2 separate regions of the Podarcis muralis genome follow, and region 1 is linked to region 2. The links are chromatin contacts, called in public Hi-C maps. All regions are on one chromosome and are shown on one strand. The core of a region is the stretch at or near the end of the contact, and the rest is flanking DNA. Distances in the headings are between cores, read along the strand shown. Region 1 holds the start of NSL1 (NSL1 component of MIS12 kinetochore complex). Region 2 holds the start of PACC1 (proton activated chloride channel 1).

The links. Hi-C and Micro-C count contacts between places; a contact is called where the count stands out from the background.
Region 1: a Hi-C map of tail shows a contact between it and region 2, with 4 times the contacts expected there. The contact joins the promoter of NSL1 here to the promoter of PACC1 in region 2. A contact is called at or near these places in 2 of 3 Hi-C or Micro-C datasets (blood and tail).

The regions. Positions count from the first base shown.
Region 1 is chr3:25,872,470-25,879,558 of rPodMur119.hap1.1, reverse strand. It overlaps NSL1 (NSL1 component of MIS12 kinetochore complex), which reads left to right and starts at 4,382. Exons shown (of 6, transcript XM_028724693.2): 1 at 4,382-4,644. The coding sequence starts at 4,462. TATDN3 (TatD DNase domain containing 3) reads right to left here and starts at 4,369. Exons shown (of 9, transcript XM_028724692.2): 1 at 4,227-4,369; 2 at 2,803-2,835; 3 at 2,124-2,197; 4 at 904-988. The coding sequence starts at 4,277.
Region 2 is chr3:25,721,931-25,729,014 of rPodMur119.hap1.1, reverse strand. It overlaps PACC1 (proton activated chloride channel 1), which reads left to right and starts at 1,679. Exons shown (of 8, transcript XM_077925565.1): 1 at 1,679-1,916. It overlaps NENF (neudesin neurotrophic factor), which reads right to left and starts at 3,217. Exons shown (of 4, transcript XM_028724701.2): 1 at 2,955-3,217; 2 at 2,048-2,108; 3 at 355-458; 4 at 1-91. The coding sequence starts at 3,116.

The sequences.
Region 1 (7,089 bases), core at 3,133-5,632, 150 kb before region 2:
GGCTGAGGCTGTGGGGAGCTAGAGCCTAACTACACCTGAAAGAGTTACAGGTAGGTAGCCGTGTTGGTCTGCCATAGTCGAAACAAATTAAAAAATTCCTTCCAGTAGCACCTTAGGGACCAACTAAGTTTGTTATTGGTATGAGCTTTCGTGTGATATCTGAAGAAGTGTGCATGCACACGAAAGCTTATACCAATAAAAAACTTAGTTGGTCTCTAAGCTGCTACTGGAAGGATTTTTTTTATTTTGTTATACCTGAAAGACTACAGATTCCCCATTCATGATTAAGAGGCAGGCTATGTGCACCGTTAATCACACCAGTGTGCTTCAGACTGGTTACTTTTATTTCGAAGACACAGGTACAGGCCCCCACCTGGAGCATGCTTCCTATCTGGACCGTACCCTACACTAGTTTCCTCGATGAAAATTATTATAGGGAACCTGTGCTCCCCTCTCCAGATGCTGCTGAACTACACTCCATCACCTCTAGCCAGACTTTTAAAAAGCATGTCTTAACTGTTTGCTCTCCGAGGTACTGTTGAAAATCACCTCCTGAGAACACATCCCTGCTCTGAAATAAGCTTGTTATGCATCTTCCTTGGAATTATGTGAACCTCCTTTGATGACAGCTAAGTTGTAGATCTTGCTTAGACGCCTAAAAAACAATGGGAAGTTATTTTGCCTAGCACCAATTTTTATTTTCTTTCTGATGCTCCTTTGAGGATACCTCTAGTTTGCTCTGGGAGAGCAGGAGACAGGGAAGAAGGGGCTCAGTATACAAAAATAGTGACCACTCTATTGCTGCAAGACCACATGCAATAGGAACAGATAAGTTTACCTGGCAAACTGAAAAAAAGTACAGAAATTGTTAACTGCTGCAATTACAGCTGGTTGCCATTTCACCTTTAACGTAACACTGCGATCATTTCCCGTTGGACTACTTTGAACTGGATGGATGCCCAGACATGGAAAGACAAATCCTGGGTACCTGGATACAAACATGTGTTAAGTGATGGGAAAGGGCAGACATGTATTATGGTTAAATAAAAAAGAAAGAGGACTGAAAAGGTAACAGCTTTTGCTATTCCAATCAACACTACAACTAAGATTTTATTGCTCCTATTCTGATTGCTTATGAACAACAGCATTTTCAAATTTTGCACTCTGACCATGAATGTCTCTTAAAGCACCATTGCTTTATTTACCATAACATTTTTCACATAAAACAATACTGGAATATGTTTATTTTATGAGATAGTGACAAGCTCTGAAGGAGTGTCTCCACCCCCATTGTTCAGCCCAGACACTGAGGTCCAGCTCCGAGGGCCTTCTGGCAGTTCTTTCACTGTAAGAAGTGAAGTTACAGGGAACCAGGCAGGTGGCCTTCTCGGTAGTGGCGCCCACCCTGTGGAACACCCTCCCATCAGATGTCAAGGAAATAAACAACTATCTGACTTTTAGAAGACATCAGAAGGCAGCCCTGTTTAGGGAAGTTTTTAATGGCTGATGTTTTACAGTGGTGCCCCGCAAGACGAATGCCTCGCAAGACGAAAAACCCGCTAGACTAAAGGGTTTTCCGTTTTTCGATGCACTTCGCAAGACGATTTTCCCTATGGGCTTGCTTCGCAAGACGGAAACGTCTTGCGAGTCTTGCGATTTTTTTCGCTTTCCCCCCTTTTTCTAAGCCACTAAGCCGCTAATAGCCTTTTAGCCGCTAAGCCGCTAAGCCTTTAATAGCCGCTAAGCCACTAATAGCGCTAATCCGCTAATAGGGTTGCTTCGCAAGACGAAAAAACCGCTAGACGAAGAGACTCGCGGAAAGGATTATTTTCGTCTTGCGAGGCACCACTGTACTATGTTTTTATATCTGTTGGAAGCTGCCCAGAGTGTCTGGAGAAACCCAGTCAGATGGGTGGGGTACAAATAATAAAATTATAATCATCTCACAATGCAATTTTGACTTAAACAAAAAACAGTTATCATGCAGCATGACAGAACTGCCATATGAGAAGCAAAATCCAAAGTATCTGGATGTGCTGAACAAGCTGTTCATCTTTTTGGATTCTAGTCTGTAACTATTTTCTACCTTGTGAAACAGACTGAAGAACTAGAAACTTTGTTACCTTTCTGAAAGTTGAATAATTTTTTCAAAATCTTCTCTGTATTCAGCAACTACCACCAGAGCCAAAACTTTACACTGAAACAACATGGAAAAGGGTTAGCTAGAGTTGACAATAACAATGAGAAGTCTTACAATCTGATCATAAACACATCTGTTTGAAATTACTGATTTTGCCATATCTTCCTTCCAAATTAATGTGATTTCTGTTTCTTAGTTTACCTTAAAATTGCTTGGCCTTTAGGAGAAGTTAACTCAAGGAAGTTCATGGAAGAAAAGTTTTCCATCCCCCTCATAACTGCTACAGGTACCTGAAACCCCTCAAAAAGCCTTTCCAGAAAGGGAGGGGAGCTTCCTGAACAATGTGGGATGGAGTGTGGGGGCTGCTGGGGGGCTCCATGAACTTCCTTACTTATCTTAGGCTCCAAACTCGATTTTGGTAGAATCTTCTTTCCCCAGCAACTCATTCCCTGTTGCTCAGGAGGGGTCCTGATCATTCAGAGATGATTTCAGGGGGTGCAGAGGATTGCAGAAGAGAGGTGGGGACAGACAACTTTCCTTCAATTAACTTCCTTAAATTAATTTACCTTAGTATACAAACTAAGCCCTTGAGCTATCAAAATCTATAGATCTACTACCTATAAAACTTTAACTGCAAAAAATATATAGATATTACTACAAACCTTTTTTGCTTCTTCCAATACACTTTCAATGTCCTAGAAGATATTAAAAATATAATTATGCTAGCAGAATAATTTGTAAAGAAGGGGACAAAGCAGTAGAAATGGCAAATGTGTCCTTTCTCTTTCAATAACTCTTTGCACCTAAAAGTTGTCAAACGTTACTTATTTAAACCACCACTGTCCCTTCTTTCAAACAGAAGGAAAGCTATTACTACTACAACTACTCATTAAAGTGTTTTTCCTTTTCAATTCATATATTCAGGTACAGATAAAGGCAAACAAATGCACATGCATTTTGCAAAAGTAAAATGATTCTCCCCCCCCCCCCCCCCCCGGTTTTATGTTATATGGGACCATAGATGAGCAGTTTACATTTTTACTGATCAGCGCTGGAGACTTCTATCCCCTTTCACACGGGGAATGAAGTAAATTCAGATGTCCCCGATTGCAAGCTCTTGCTGGGATGAATAACTGCGGAAGGAGAGGGGGCTTTTCATAGAATCAAAGCTGGAAGGCCCCAAGGGGCTCGAAACCACGACCCTGAATGTCTCGTGCTCTACCGACTGAGCTATTTCACCTGCACATCCTCCCCGGGGAGGAGGCATGTTAATTGTAGCTTTACTTGGTAAACAAATACTGCTTTCAATCTGGAAAAGAAATATGTTTTATTAATGTCAGACATTAAGTAATTCATACTGAAGGAAGCTAGTAGTAGATAGCATGTGACTTTATGCATGTGTATAGGGAAGTTTGTAACGTTTGGTGTTTTATTATGCTTTTATATTGGTCAACGAAAGAGGTTTAAAGACTGTCTCAAGGTAAATCTAAAAAAATGTAGTATAAACACTGACAACTGGGAAACACTGGTCTGCGAGCGCTCCAGTTGGAGAACAGCGTTTTCCAAAGGTGTCATGGACTTTGAAGACACTCGAACTCAGGACGAAAGGGAGAAACGTGCTAAGAGGAAGGCACGCTTGGCAAATCCACACCGTGATCAACTCCCATCGGGAAACCTACCGGTATGTCCCCACTGTGGAAGGACGTGTGGATCCAGAATTGGCCTCCACAGTCACTTACGGACTCATTGTTAAAACCGCGTTTATGGAAGACAATCTTACTCGGCTACGAGTGATCGCCAAAGATATTCTGGAAGTTTTTGACATTTTATTATGTTTTTATATTCTGCTGGAAGCCGCCCCGAGTAGCTGGGGAAACCAAGCCAGAGGGGCGGGGTATAAATGATAAAATTATTATTATTATAGGGGTTAGCCACCGTAGGAAACCGTAAGAAATGGGTCGCTGGACCAGATGGGTCCTCGATCTCCCCTAGGGAAACTCTTATGAGATGAGAGGGAGAAGGAATTATAAGCGGCGGCGGCGGAGGCCAACCGCAGGGTGCAAACCGCACCGCGCCGCCCACTCACCCCTCGGAACTCGGGCGCGGCGAGGTGGCAATGGCAGTCCACCACCCCCATCCCGACGACGCGCGCGGAACCGAACGCCGAGGGGGCTTCGCTTTCCAGCCGGACCTATTTTGCCGAAGCTCCCTCTCTCGCGCGCGCACAGCCAACCCGCTTAGCACTGCTTCCGGGTGAGGGAGGGAGATAAAAAAAATCAACGAACGGTTTATCCGAGAGAGCGGGGAAAAGGCAGGCCGAGATGGAGAAGGCGCCGCCGCCGGCTGCTGCTGCTGCTTCCCCTCGGGACTGCCGGGTGCGGTGCCGCTCGCGGCGCCAGACGGCCGAGTTGTTGGACTACTGCCAGCCTTTCGTGCGGAAGCTCGGGGAGGGCCAGCCGGTGGAGGCCGAGAGCTTGGAGCAGGCCGTGGTCGAAGCGATCTGGGTAAGGGCGGCCGAGCTGAAGGGGCGGCTGGGAAGGGGGAGGCCCACACGACCCCCCTCAACAACCGCAGCTTTCTGGCTTTCGGGCAGCGCCGGTTGCCCAGTTTCTAGGGCGTGTCAGATCCAAAATCATTTATCTCCATTGCATCATAGCTGTCAACGTTTCGCTTTTTTTAAGGGAAATTCCCTTATTCCGAATAGGATTCCTCGCAAGAAAAGGGAAAAGTTGACAGCTATGGCAAATTGCATGTCACTGAATTGCTTGTGGAGCCTTGTTCTGTGGTGCTAAGATGTTTGGTGCAATAATTTCTTTTAAAAAAACTAACTTTTCCATATATAATAAAGTATTATTATTGTTGTTGTTGTTGTTGTTGTTTATTCTGCCTTTTTGTCCTGATAGGGGGTCAAGACGGCTTTAAGATAAAAGAGAAACAGATCTTTGCAATACAAACATCACAGCTCTAGCTGTTTCCTTAAATATAATTTTAAATGCAGTAAACCACAACAGCAGCTAGCCTTGTCATTTTTTGCAATAGGAACAGGGGAAGTGTATTGGCTGCTTAAAATTAGAACCATAACTTAGATGCATGTTAAAGGCTCCAATCCAATAAGTCTCTCCAGATGTTTCCTCTGAGGCAGTGCTGTTTTTCTAGAAAAAGAGGTACTGGCACTCGCAATGAATGCCTCCCTTATTCTCCTATAATGGCAATGGTGCCCACCTGAGAGGTGCCGGAACTGAGTTCCAGTGAGTTCTGGCTGAAAGAAAAGCCCTGGTCTGAGCATGTTGTCTTGATTTCTTGTTTCTCATCTCATAAGGAGATGAATGGATGCCAGGTGTAAAAGTATAGAGGACTCATCTTGACTCTGGCAAGACCATACCTGCGAGTACCAGGAATTTATTGACAGGCCTGCTGCAGAACACCAGCATTTAGCAATTTCTAAATGAGCAGCAACCAACAAAAACGTCATTATCTCCTGATGAGTTACATGTTGATTTGATTCACCCATTATTCCTAACAAGACTAACAAAGGAGTTGGGTTTATCTTTGTATTTGCAATAATCCCTGACAAGGTTCTTTTGTCTTTAATATGGCATCACAGGTTTTTTTGCTTTTTTAAAGTATTTATTTGTTTTTAGTTCATTTCCCCACACTTTTCTGTAAAATCAGCCAAAGATATAGATAGGAAGTAGATAAATGTATATATATTTAAATATATAATTTTGACAATAAACAACCAGTAGTATTGAAACAGTATGAACATGGATGGAACCGAAAAACATACAGAAAATGCTTGTTTGAATAACAAGGTTCTCAAGAAAGGGAGCCCATCAGACCTCCCCAGGGAGGATATTCCACAGGTAGGGTGCTGCAACTGAGAAGGGACTGAGGTGCTGTCCTTGGTACCTGTCAAATAGATTTCCAGGGCAAACATTTCAGAGACCAGGGCCTTTGATGCTGATCATAAGGCTCATATGGGTGAAGGTGGCCTTTTAAGGTTAACCCAATATATAACATTAATTCTGGAAATGAATGAAGTTATAATTCAGTGGTTGAAGTTTCATGAGTCCTCCTTTCAGTGCTAGGAAAAACAGCCCCTGTAAATTTTCATGGTTCCAGGATCTGGTTAAAATAGTGATATTATAGATGGCTATTGTATAATTCTATTAAAAAATTGCTTTTTCTAAATGTTTAAAGTAGTTCACATACAGCGTATTACAGTGAAAGTATACATGTTTATTTGGAAGTCCAATTGTGTTAAGTGAGGCTTATCCCTGGCTTAGTAGGTAGGTTACTTTAGGAGTACAGCCTTTGTGATTCTTGCAGCAGACGTATTGACTAGGCCAGTACTATCGCCCATATTACAGGGTTGTATTCTTTCTCTTCAAAGTGAACTGAAGTATGTTATATTCCACTTCTCTCTGCTGTTTCCCCTAATTTGTTTTCCTTACCAACATAAAGGCACTGTTTGCATTTTTTGGCTCCAAAATGTTTTGGGTCATTCTTCTGAGTCTGCATGAATTGGTTGTAAAAAGGATGTGAAATATATTCTCTGTTCAGCCTTATCTGTTTATGAAGGCCTTTTCCTATGGTACGGTTGGCGTATTATTGGGGGGGGGGGAGGCGCTGTCACAGACATCCTTACTTAGGATGGGTGCTGGATAACATGGTTACTGTTTATGTGTGTTTGTTGGTTTAATCCCTCTGTAGTCCCACAGCAGGAGCTTTGATTTAACTGTTTGTGGAAGCATGCTTGTGAAGGGACTCTGTGACCACTCAGTCCTTGCCCAGAAGAACTAAGAAAGAATGAGGCACTTTTGAAACAAAACAGGAAGTTTATTTGTCTACACATAAAGAAGTTATAGTTTAGTGGTTACTTTTGCAAGGCACAATACTTTGTTTCAAATAGACACTCTCAACAGAGATGGTTAATAACTATCTTAACA
Region 2 (7,084 bases), core at 430-2,929:
GGGCAGTATAGCCGACAATGGGATATTTGGCTTTGTAGACATTTTGGAAGGTTTCCTCCAGAGACTGCAGCTCCTCTTCCGTAAGGCCCACCTAAATGAAATATGAAAATGAGTTAAGGTCTGTGCAAGGGGAGGGAGGGAAGAGAGAGCAAATATATTCACTGTGCTGTATGTGACTATTCAAAAGGGAGAGGAAGCTATGCAGATATCGCTTCCACCCACCAGATGTCTTGATCCTGCATGTGCCTGAGGCAACAGCTAGCTGCCAACAACAATTTAGGCCCAGATGCAAGTAAAGTGACGTGCAGGACTGTGGCCTCAGCTCATGCCACAAAGAACTCTTTTTCTTCTTACTGTATCATGCGTGAGATCCACCGGATCAAGCGACATCTTTGCAATCCCTCGTGTGGAATCTTTGCCAGCTAGCGCATTGTACGGTGCTCCTTTCGCATAAAACTCTGTCAAAGGAAGAGAAAATAAAGTCTCAGTGAAATTAAGCTAAAATTCATTACCCTTAAAAAACCCAAACCTCTCATGGTACTTCTAATATTTAATGATGTCCGTGGTATTTCAGGAAAAAAGCCTATTTCCTTTTAGAACAAGGAACAAGTTAGAAAACCGTGAGGGTATAAAAATCCCACAAACATCTGATGGCTCAAGAGCTGAGCGCATCAAATATCTGGTCTCTGGACAACATTTGGAGGTTTGTCTGTTTTATCTTCCTTGTACAATGCCAAATTAGATTCCAACCCAACAGAACTTTAGCTTCCATTGTACAAGATGAGAAAGATGTCCACTTAATGCACTTAACAGCCTTCCTGGCCATGAAAGTGACAAGTTAATTATATTACTAACACAGCACTAATGGAAGACCTGCACATGATCTGAGGGCATCCAGTATTTTAAATAATGAGGCTCAGTGCACAGAAGATGATGGCAGGTGGCAACCAACTAATTACCTAGGAGGCAGCCAAGTGGATTTAAACGGTGATGTGCTGAAAGGGGGCGATGCACATTTTTGGGTGAGGTAACCAGGCCCAGCATCGGCATCCAGCATGGTTGGGCAAATGTCAGGGCCTACAAACTCCAGCAGGTGCCAACAAGGCTGCTCCAGCATCCTTTGTGTGCATGCGTTGGCTTACTTTTTCTTTTAAGGCCCAGCACTTTAAGAAGCACCTTAATTTCCCCCGATGCCTCCTTTGTTTCCCTCAAACACAGCAACCTTAAGTCAGACCTGAGAGGCATTGTGAGTAAATGAAGTCAGCGGCAGCTGCAGCCACCCGGTTTGGCCCTTCTCTGACTAGCACCAGGCTGTAAAAAAGTTTTTTATGAATAAAGTCCATTGCTGCAGCTCACCGCCTGGCTAATGTGTGAGAATAAATAGCCAGCACCATGAAAGAACCATAGCTGTCAATGTTTCCCTTTTTTAAAGGGAAATGCCCTTATTCCGAATAGGATTCCTCGCAAAAAAAGGGAAAAGTTTACAGCTATGGAAAGAACTGAGGTGAAAGGGGAAGAGCTGTGCAGATGGCTGCTGAGAAGATACAGTCATTTCATTTGTATGCCGCTTTTCCACAAAAAACACACGCTCAAAGCAGTTTATAGGAACTGGAGGCCTTGGGGGGGGGGGGACATGCCTTCCTTCCGGAGGCAAGTTTAGACACAGACAGCAAAGCTGGGAACATTACTAGGCCTGGTCAGGTAAGAAGGAATTCAGAGGTGTGAGGAATCCTTTGGGCACTTTTTGATGGAGAGGAAATAACTTTGGAGGCGGGAGAGGGAAGGTACTGGAAGATATTTCAATTGTGATTATATATTACTAATCTTCTGTTCTCCTCTCCCTTTCAAGAATATCCCAGGACAACGCTAGCTGGGGCTGATGGGAGCTGTGGTCCTGAACATCTGGCGGACACCAGGTTAGGAAATATGGAGCTTTCTTAAGAATGCCCTACAGTAGCTGAGGCTGCAGGGCTGAGATTTCTGCCTCTGAACCTGAGCCAGAGATGGGAAGGGAGGGAGGGACCCTCTTGTTAGAAAGTTAACTCACCTTTTCCAGAGGTGACATCAAACACCACGCCCTTCACAGCTATGTAAATAGGCTGATCCTCCTGAAAAGACATTTCCCACCCCCCCAAAAAAGACTCGTTTTTAAGAGATATATATATATATTTAAATCATCCAATATAATTTTGTAAGCTTCTTTTCCCCAGACAATCCAAAAATGGTGTGAATCAAGTTAAGAGAGAGAGCCTTGTCTGACAAAACCACTAAAAATCACTAAAGGAGTGTGGGAGTTTTAGGATAAAGCATCTACAGAGCACTAGTTTGGGGGAAGGCTGGCAGCTTTGCTTCCAGTTACTAAACCTGGAAGGAGTCAGGCTTGTCTCCTTTAGGGAGGGCAGAAATCTGCAGGTGGGCACCTCACACACTGTGAAAGAGAGAGAGAAGAAAGGAAGAAATGTGAATTCCTTACAGCATGCTTACTTGGGAGAAGGAGGAAACAAATCCTGCTGAGACTTTAACCCAAGCACGTTTAAGTGTGCACCTGAGCAGCCTGTCTCTGTGCGGGCTTGTTTACTCAGAAAACCCACCGCGTTCATTCAATGAGTTCGCACTCGACGCCCTTCCATTCATAGCAACGGGAACCAAACGCGAGGCAAAACGACACCCGTCGCGGTTTTGAGTTCTAATCCGGATCCTACCAAGAGGTGCAAAACTCTTCCGTCCATACTCTTGCGCGCACATTTTGGTTGCTAGCAGCGTCTGCAAACCAAACATCCCAAGGCAAACCTGATCTCGGCTGGCTTCCCGCGCCGGATCGCTCAAAGCCAGCAAAACCCGCCCTTGCGCCCTAAATCCTCGGCCAGCAGCGGCTCCTCGCAGCCTCAGCTCGGCCCTGGCCCGCCGCCTTCTCCCGGGAAAGCGCCCTCCCTGTCTCCCTCCGCCCGCCGTACCTGCTGCCCGCCGTATCTCGCCAGCTCGGACTCGGTGAAGAGGCGCACGGGTCTCTGGCGGGGCGCGGGCTTGAAGCGCAGCTCCTGCTCGGCCCGCCCCTCGCGGAAGCCCAGGAGGGCCGAGGCGAGCAGGACCAGCGCCGCCGCGAAGCCGCCGGCCATGGCGCTCTTCCTGCCCCGGATGGCGGCCAAGACTTCGAGGGGCGGGGGAAAGGAGCCGCAGGGATCGGGTTTCTCGAAAGCAAACTTCCCCCGCTTGCTTTTCTCCGCGCCTTCCCGCGAAGACTCCTGGGAACTGTAGTTTATATTCCGTACAAAGTTACAGTTCCCAGCACCCTGAAACAGAAGTACGCTTTAGATGCATGCCCTTCACGAGCCTTTAACATCACCTCTACGTTTTAAAATGAAACCTTGCACTACAGAAGACATGCGTGTAACTTTGCTTTTCAATGCTGCAAACATGTCGCCACCCTGGAAAGGCAGGTTACCTCCTGTGTGAGCGCACGATATTTATAAGGACATGTGCTTAAATGCATTCATTAAAAAAAAAAATCTGCCCAATTAATCAAGGGAAACTATTTAAACATTTGCATGTTTTATACTGTAGTTGTTTATCCAACCCATCAACCGACACTGCATTCCTATGCAGGCGAGGGCCCCATAATCCTGGGAATTGTAGTTTGTATGAATGCCAAGAGTTGTTAGGAAACCCCCTATACCCCTCACAGAACTACAATTCCCAGAGCTCCCTGAGAAGAGAGATTGATGGTTAAACTACGGAGAACTGTAGTTTTGCAAGAAGAAAGGAGTCTCTTAGCTCAGTCAGTAGAGCACGGCTCTTAATTTCAGTGTCCTGGGTTCAAGTCCCACGCTGATTCATGCATTGCAGGGAGTTGAACTAGTTGACCCCCACGGTCCACCACCCAACTCTACAATTCTATGAACCTAGCCTCTTTCAGCACCCTTACAAACTAGAGTTTCCAGAATACCTTGGGGGAAGCCACGGCTGTTAGAAGTGGTATTATGCCGTTTGAAACGTCTTAATGCAGGAAACAGCCCTACTAGAAAAATTAACCAATAAACTGAAACTGACACGGGGACATATAGAAGAAGACACCTTCACCCCGGTATGGCTCCCCTTTATCACATACACAGCCCAGCAAGACAATGACAATAATCTACCAACAGCATACAAATCAATATGGCTAACCTGATCCAAAACACCCACCCACCCCCACTCACACATGAAAACAAAGACCACCATAGCCAACTACAAATGAATAACTATCCTAGGCTAACCCCAACCTCCCTCACCACCAAAGGAACACAAGCGAACAGCAAAGAACCTGCACAAGCAACACTGACACCAAACCCTACGTATAGTAAGTAAAATAGAAAGATCGCCACCCAACCCTCCCATCTCCCCCCCACCTCTTCCTCCCTTTTCTTCCTAATGTCTCAACAAATAAAATTGATCTGTAAAAATGTTACTTTGGGGGGGACAGGACACGAGAGAGAGAGACATTGCACACTTTTGTAAATAAACAAAATCTTTAATAAATAAAAATTAATTTAATACAAAAAATAATGTCTTAACGCAGATATGACTCAGCTTAAAGGTAAAGGGACCCCTGATCATTAGGTCCAGTCACGGACGACTCTGGGGTTGCGGCGCTCATCTCGCTTTATTGGCCGAGGGAACCGGTGTATAGCTTCCAGGTCATGTGGCCAGCATGACTAAGCCTCTTCGGGCAAACCAGAGCAGCGCACGGAAACGGCGTTTACCTTCCCGCCAGAGTGGTACCTATTTATCTACTTGCACTTTGATGTGCTTTCAAACTGCTAGGTTGGCAGGAGCAGGGACCGAGCAACGGGAGCTCACCCCGTCGCGGGGATTCGAACCGCCGACCTTCTGATCGGCAAGTCCTAGGCTCTGTAGTTTAACCCACAGTGCCGCAATAAACTGTATTTCACACACACATCTGCCCTCCTACAGAGGGAAACGGGTTTTGGAGGGGGGGGCTCACGAGGATTGCGCGGTGTAGCGTCGACTACGATGCAACGAGCATCTCGGAAGATTGCCGCCTTGCTCGGCACATTTCGAACCCGGCGATTCCCCAGAAGCCCCGTGTCCAGCCCAAAGCTTCTAGGTCACAAACTACATTTCCCAGCATCCCCTTCTCTACACCCCCCTCTTCCTCGGTGTAAGCAGCAAACCGTGCAGACCCAAGGTACGGGGTGCACGCAAGTAAGTTTCTGGAGGAAACGGTGGGGTCTCGCGCGCTTGCGCCGTGCGCCTCCCGGCCGGAGAATGTGTGTCCCGTTACGCCCGATGCTCTTTGATCCACTTGTCGCTTCCGCAGCTGCCTCGCCAGATCCCGGCTTCTTTTGCAGCTGCCTGTTGATCGAGTCTCTCCGCTGCCTTTTCTCTTCGCTGGTGCCATGAACAGACAAGAGACTTCGTCGTCTTACCAAGAGGTATTGGGGTCGGGGGTCGGAGCCGTGGCGGCGATCTTGCTCCGAATTCGTCTTCGCGAAGCGCGATCGACGCGCCGCTTTCTTTTCTTGGCCGATCTGAGCGTTGCGCGCTCCGGAAAGAGCCTTTGCAGTTTCTGCTGCTGTGGCAAACAAACAGGAAAACTTGCAGCCCGGGTATGGGCAGACTTAACACAGCCGGATCCGATGCATGCTTACCGCTCCGTACAGAGGCAACTGCACCAACCGAGTCAGACCGTTGCCCCATCTAGCTCAGTATAGCCTACACTGATTGGCAGCAGCTCTGGGCAGGAGTAGCACTCAGCTCTGCACCCGGAGATGCCGGGATTTGAACCTGAGCCCTTCTGCGTGTAAGACGGGCGCTTTACCACTGCAGTAGAGCTTGCCACTCCGCTTGCAATTGGGCTGCAAAACTACTACAGGCTGCCATCCTCTGTGCATGCATTCAGTACTGTATAATGTATTTCATGGAGCACAGAAGGGTTTACTTCTCTGTGCATGGGATTGCTCTGTGCAAGCAGCAGTTTATAGATGAAAACTGCTGTTGGTTCCCTGAAGTCAGGAGTAAGACTAATTGAACTCAGTGAGACTTGCTTCTGAGTAAAGCATGCACAATCTTGCACTTGCATTGAGCTCAGTGAGACTAGCCTCCTGTTCTGAGTAGGAAACAAGCACGTGATTCTGCACAAAACCCAGGCACAAGTTTCTTGTTTGCCAGCGAAGGCACTGCAGGAAAAGCGCTTTCTTTGCTGTGCACAGTATTTCCTCATCCCCGCTCCCCCCCCCCCCCCCGCCCACAGCACTTTGCTGACTTTTTCTAGTCCAGATGGCAAGAATCAGAAGTGGGAGCTCTGCTTAAAACTGCAGGACTCCAGCTGATTCTCCTGTCACTGGCAATTGATTCATAATGACGGTAATAATAGTATAATAATCCTCCTGATGAGCTGAGTGCTATCCTAGAAGGCAGTTGGTAATAATGAGCTCTTAATTATTGTTGTAAGTGATCTTATTATATGCTCAAATGTAATGCCTGCTGAGTTCAGTGGGGCTTAATAATAATTTTTTATTATTAGTAGTAGTGTTGACAGGACTCTTGCCTTAATTCTCTTCCCAGTTTGCAACCTAGCAGGGTCTCTACATCAACTCCAGCCTTTATTCTTATATTTAAATCTATAACCACCCTCCATTAATTCTGATTCTCAGAATTCTGTTTAATGCCACAGAGAAAGTTAAGTTAAGTCCATTTTGTAGTGTCAACAATGGCCTGTTTTTATTCCCCTGTGCGAACTTCTCTCTCTCTCTCTAACAAAAGGATATCCTGCAGACTCTCTCACAAGTTCTGCCCTTGAATCATTTAATCATTTTTCTTTTCTTCTGGAGCCCAGATCTCTTGTGTTCATGCAGTTAATCTGGCAGGAAAGGGAAGGGGGTGGTGATGGCTGTTGGTGTAAACAAACCCTCCCAGATCTCACTTTTTAAAAAGCATTTAAAGCAAATCCAGAAAATTGGTTATCTGTTTGAATGTGCTCTGGTATGGTGCTATCAAACTGGTCTTAGCCATGCAGTGAAACTCCCCCGCTGTCCTGCGGCCAGGCCTTGAAGGTTTCGCCTGCTTTGCATATCAATGTACCAGC